Regions from separate parts of the Danio rerio genome. Here region 2 is linked to region 1. Evidence: chromatin contacts called from public Micro-C data. All regions are on one chromosome and are shown on one strand. Each heading gives the region's core, a stretch centred on a gene start, on an enhancer-like site or on the middle of the called end of the contact. The rest is flanking DNA. Distances are from core to core; before and after follow the strand shown. Region 1 holds the start of casp3a (caspase 3, apoptosis-related cysteine peptidase a). Region 2 holds the start of ankrd37 (ankyrin repeat domain 37).

Region 1 (3,091 bases), core at 225-2,724:
TTCTGTCATCATTTGCTTGTTTTAAACATGTATGATTTTCTTACTTTTGTTAAACACAAATGAAGATATTTTAAAAAATGTTGGAAACCTGTAACCATTGACTTCCATAGTATTTGTTTTCCAATTATGAAAGTCGATGGTTACAGGTTTCTTCAAAATATCGTCTTTTGTGTTCAACAGAAACTAATAAAGGTTTGAAACCACTTGAGGACGAGTAAATAATGAGTAAATTCTGGAAGCCTGGAAATTAAAAACGCTTTCTGATATTCAGAGGTCAATAGTTATTTGTCAGGTTTCATCTTACAGGTAATTGGCCAAAAAAGTTGCACAATATAAAGTAAAAAAAAAATTAAATGACCATAAGAAAGATGCAAGAAACTGCCAAATATCGACTTGCATAACAATGATGCACAAATCGTATGGTATTTATTCCTTTAACAATAATTATTGTATGTGGATAAAACATAATAAACAATAAACAATAATAAATTCTATTGTTAGAATAAACAACAAGAAATCAGTCTCTATTTCACTACTAAGGTGAAAAAAAAGGAGTGTAGGGAATTAAATACTGTTTTTGAACTGTCAATCACATGTGAAACCTGCATAGCAACAATCGTCAAGCTCATCTTACTCTGTTGTATCCACACGCTTTGCGTCCACACAGTCTCCGTTCATCTCCAACCGCTTAACGAGCCCTTTTAAACAGTAAACAGGTTTCTTCTCCTCCTGAAAGCTGTTATATGTGTAACTGTGGGTGTTTAAGGTGTTATAACAGCTCTTAAAAAGAGTAGTCTCCGTATCCGCATGTCCGATGTGTATTCTTTGTTTGTTGACTGGCACCACCAGCCAATGAGAAGCTGCAGACGTCACCCTTCAACAGCTGTGCAAAAAAAACATCAACCTGAAATAAGATTTGGGTGTGGACATTTATTCAAATAAAATGCTGTGTGTGCAAATATAACTCCTGGCAAACCGAAAGATTTCTTACAGCTGTAGATTATTATTAACATAATGACTGTGTGTCAAAACCTACTGAGCTGTCTTCTTAGTCAGCACACTTCAAACAGAAAGATCCACAAGGAGCTTATTTACGTGTGGAGGTTTTAAGACAGTCATAGTAATGAAGGTCAAGTTCCACTCGTCTTGCTAATGTACGATTAAACTTTATGAATACTACATTTCAGCAAATAACGTTAATAACCGTCTAAGAATTTAACTATTCTAGTGCACACGTGAATGTAGAGTCTATATTTGATACGGAAGAATAAACTATCGACCAGTGAGCATGGCGTTTCTTTGTCTGCTTTTGAGAGTTTACGCGGATAACAAGGGGACACCAACAAAACCATCTCAAACTGAAAAGTCACGAGAAGAAAGAATGTAGAAGACGCTTACCGAGAACCGAAAATATCCGCTTGTTAGTTAGCACCTTATTATGTGCAAGATTCCGATGACAAAGCGGTTCCTCAGCAGCGTCCAGGAAGTGTATGCGGGCGATATGGCAAGTAACAACACTAACGTTACCTCAAAAACATAATGATACAATATCGCCATCTAGTGACTTATTTTCACACACACGTTCTGCCCCATAAATAGAAGTTTCAGACACAGCCAGCTCTGTAAAACGTCTGCTTGCTCCACGTTTAAACACAGGAAAGAATGCTTCATGGAAGAAACTTGTCAAGCCATGTTCACACCAAAAAAGTAAATATATAAAATAAAATTTAAAATATATGTTCACCGCAAAACAGGAATGGATATATATATATATATATATATATATATATATATATATATATATATATATATATATATATATATATATATATATATATATATATATATATATATATATAATCACACACACACACACACATTTATAATATATAATATTGTTTCATCTGGAGAAAGTCTGATTTGTTTGATTTTGGCTTTAATAAAAGCATTTTTGTATTTTTCAAAAACAATTTTAGGGTCGAAAATATTAGGCCCTTTAAGCTTTTTTTTTTTTTTGATAGTCTACAGATCAAACCATCGATATACAATAACTTGCCTAATTAATCTAACCTGCCTACTTAAAAGTTGGCAGTTCATTCCGTTGTGGCAACTCCAGACTAATAAAAGGACTAAGCCGTAAAAAAGCCGTATATATATATATATATATATATATATATATATATATATATATATATATATATATATATATATATATTCATATATTTAGATAGCTAAAAACTGTTACTGCTAGTAGAATTCTTAGTGGTAAACTAAAACAAAAAATTGTGAATATGGGCTCATGGGTTTACTCAAAGTTGCTCCTAGAAAAGTTTTTACCAAGATTTGTTCACTAATCACCAATTTTAAGAGCATTATTGAGAAGTTTTATACATTGGGGCCCAGATCTAAATCTATTAGCATCTTTTTGTTTGAACAGTAGAATATTTTTTTTGTTGATTTATGGATGTGCAGCAAACAATATGAATCTAATATTCTAAAGAATGTTTCCAGCACCATGTTAAATCTATGCCACAATTAAGTGCTCAAAAACTGTGAAAGAATCATTTATTCTCAGATGTCAAGTATTCAAAAACAACTGCAATCTAATCATTTCCTCTTCATAATGATGCTGTTACAGTCAGCCACACACTAAAATAAACTCTGACTAAGGGTCTCATTAGATCATTCAGACTATTGTTCCTGTTTTATTTTGTGTCAGTTGCCTTCCCAGCAAACAATTTTGTGTTTAAAAGACGACTAACAGACATCTAAACGTAGACAGCTTGGCTAACACAAGGCTAAACTTGAGCTGTCAGTGAAAATCTAATAGACAAAATAGTCCAAAACTATAGTCCTAAACTGTAAAGAAAATACTTTACCGACATTTACCATAAAATAATGGACGTTTGAATTACAGACATTTACCATAACATAACAGATGTTAAACTACACATATTTACCGTAAAATAATGGCTGTTACATTGCAGACATTTACTGTAAAATAACGGTCATTAAATTATACAGACATTTGCCGTAAAATAACAGATAGTAAATTACAGAAATTTACCAGAAACTAAAATTTTAGTTAAAG
Region 2 (3,091 bases), core at 279-2,778, 170 kb before region 1:
AACTCTAGCCTATTGTCATTTATTAGGCAAATAAACTGGCCAGCACATTCAACTTTCCTCAGTTTCAGAATTTGTTCATTTGAATAATAATAAATACAAAATAATAATAATAACGCAGAGCTTCATAATTTTTCTAGATTCTTTTGTAAAAAAGTACAATTGAAAATTCATGGATAATACCAATAGCCAAACTACTATTAATTTAAGCTGCTTTTGGTGCTTCACAACTTTTTATTGGTCTTTTTTTTTCTTTGAAGAATAAGATTTAAAATAAAAGTTACTTGTAAAATGTTTTTTCTATAACAATAATACAGTGAAAGTTAACTTTACTCACATCAGATTCTGATTGGTCTTAATCTTGGTCTTAATCACACTGAACTGAGCTAAACTGAACTTAAACATTAAAACCTGTATCACACTGTTCCAGTTACTATGACCATTTATGTGAAGCTGCTTTGACACAATCTACATTGTAAAAGCGCTATACAAATAAAGCTGAATTGAATTGAATTAATGCTTTTTTCCATGGGTTATTTTTATAATGATGGCATGACAGTCAAAATAGGACAAATGAGCTCATGTATAGGGTGGGTCTTCTAAACCATCCGAACACCCACTGGCTATTGGCATGTTCATTTAATTATTTTCATTTTGTACATTGATATCTTGTAAAATGTTATTTAATAAGAATTAATGTTTTATGTAAAACAAGCAACAAAAAAGTACAAATTTAACACTTTCGAACCAATGACTGAAACAGAAACACCTCTCACCCACACACACTTACTTAAACTGTGCATCCCTGGCCATCAACACACTGATGCACTCCAAACTGCCCGATCTGGCTGCTTTATGCATGGGTGTCTCTCCAGTTGCGTCCTGAAGAAAATAATCAAATGTTAATTACGATTTGGGAACAAAACGAACATGCATAGATTAAATAATTAGGATGTAGCCTATAAGCAAGAGCAGAAGCTGCTGGTAACTACCACAATATTAAGTTAAAAAAAAAAAAAAAAAAAACTGAGTCCGAATCTAGATTTTTTTTTTACCTGCTGGTTTGCATCAGCGCCTGTTTGGAGGAGCCAAAGCAAACAGAACGCCTGACCTCCGCATGCGGCGAGATGCGCTGGAGACTGTCCGGGACCATCCAAACCTCCATTCACTGCGAATCCGCTTTCAAACAAATCACTCATTCGCTCCAGCTGAATGTAGTTAAAAAAAAAAAAACACGTTCATAACTATTTTTTTTTTTGTAAGCAAAATAGATATTGTTTTGAAAGAAATCTCTTAAATATGTAAATCAGTGCATATTAAGTACTTGGTTATAAAATTCTTTGTATACCTATAATATATATAAATTGACTTACCGACTCTGTCTCAAGCAAAAACATGATCAACTGTCTGGTCAATTTCTCAAATAATAAATAGCTCCGATGACCGATGTTCGTTTAGGCTGCTCTGCTGTTGGTTCTGCAATCAAACAAGCACACATGCGTTTACAATGAAAAAAGCAGAAGCGCAGAGCCCTGTTTAGACCACGTGATTCATTGATACTAACCAATCAGGATCAAGAAGGGGCAGACGTGATCACGTGACTGTTCATCAATCCTACAGCTCGAACGCAAGCTGTGCAGTTCCACACGTAGGCACTTTGTTCATCGGTTCACACGTACTCGATACTTTGTTTTTAAAGTAGTTTTCAGAAGAGCTGTTGTTTACATTACAATTTAATTGGAACGTAAAACAACTGGTCCAACTGATCAATTTAAATAGGATTTTAGTGAAACTTTGGTCCAAGTAAATTATGTTGTTCAATAGACTCGTTCTCATCATTTATTATAATTTTATTATTGTTATATTTTTTCTATTATTTTTTATTCTTCGTAATTTAAAGAAAATGTTATATTTGCCTAAAGACACCTTTTGAAATTAGATAAACCTTTTTTCATTTCATTATTAATTTGTATTTACATTCCATTTATTTTATTTTATTTAAAATAAATAAATAGGCAAGACAAGTTTATTTATACAGCACATTTCAGAACTAATACTGTATAAAAAATTTTAGAACAAAAAATATAAGGGAAAAAAAGTGTTAAAACAGGTTTAAAATGAATTAAACAGAAGCGGTAAATAATTTTCTAGTGCACAATATACAACGTTTAGAAATGTAAACTTGCATTGTGTCAGCAACAGTTTGCTTTGTCCTTGGCTTGGTCATTTACAAGTTTAGATGTTTACAATGTTTATTGTAATGTAAAAGGGCAACATCTGAATAGGAAAAACGTTCATGTCTGGCTTTGCATGGTGTGAAAATGATGAATCTGCCATGGCATTTGTGTCAACATAAAAGAGGCTTTGAGGGAAGGTTACGTGCTGCATGCCTACAATCTAGCAGTATTGCAGCCTTTATACTGAGCTGGCAGCAGCATCATTAAACATGCACAGTGGTCACGTACTGTCTGGAATATATTGCAGACAGACAGATGGCAATGCTTTTTAAAGCCTGACATATGATATATTATTAGATTGTTGAAATCTTAGTTTATTTGCAAAAAATGTTCTGTGGACATGTGTTTACATGTTATTATGAAAACATGGTGCCTGTCAATCAATTCGACGGGCAAGAAAAACCCCACTCCTCCGTCACATTGCGGTGGGCCTCAAAATCACTTGGATTTAGATCCTATTTTAATGTCAGGACATTTTTAAAAAGAGACGTGTTGTGTTTATAGCACTCCAATATGACTGTGGACACACTATTCCTACAAACAGTTCTGTCCAAACAGCTTACAAAAGTAGATTTTCATAATAGGTGCCCTTTAATGTGATTATATATTATTTATAATTTAGTTGTAAAGAATTGAAATAAAACTAATTAAATTTGGAAGCGTCTCACAGACTTAATGAATATTGGATTTAATTGTTTCTCTATAAATAAAATAAGAATAAAAATGTAAACAGATTAAAATAAAACAATATGACAAATAAACAATCAAATAAAAAAAAATGGCAATAAATAAATAAATAAATATTCATTGATTATTCTCTTTTGAATAAACAAAAATACAAACACAGATGAAAATAA

Evidence for each region. Hi-C and Micro-C count contacts between places; a contact is called where the count stands out from the background.
Region 2: a contact with region 1 is called in a Micro-C map of caudal fin, with 4 times the contacts expected there. The contact joins the promoter of ankrd37 here to the promoter of casp3a in region 1. A contact is called at or near these places in 3 of 18 Hi-C or Micro-C datasets (caudal fin, embryo and hematopoietic stem cells).

Annotation. Positions count from the first base shown.
Region 1 is chr1:19,068,627-19,071,717 of GRCz12tu, reverse strand. It overlaps casp3a (caspase 3, apoptosis-related cysteine peptidase a), which reads right to left and starts at 1,474. Exons shown (of 7, transcript NM_131877.3): 1 at 1,399-1,474; 2 at 635-883. The coding sequence starts at 678.
Region 2 is chr1:19,237,116-19,240,206 of GRCz12tu, reverse strand. ankrd37 (ankyrin repeat domain 37) reads right to left here and starts at 1,528. Exons shown (of 4, transcript NM_001145614.1): 1 at 1,371-1,528; 2 at 1,053-1,205; 3 at 788-879. The coding sequence starts at 1,394.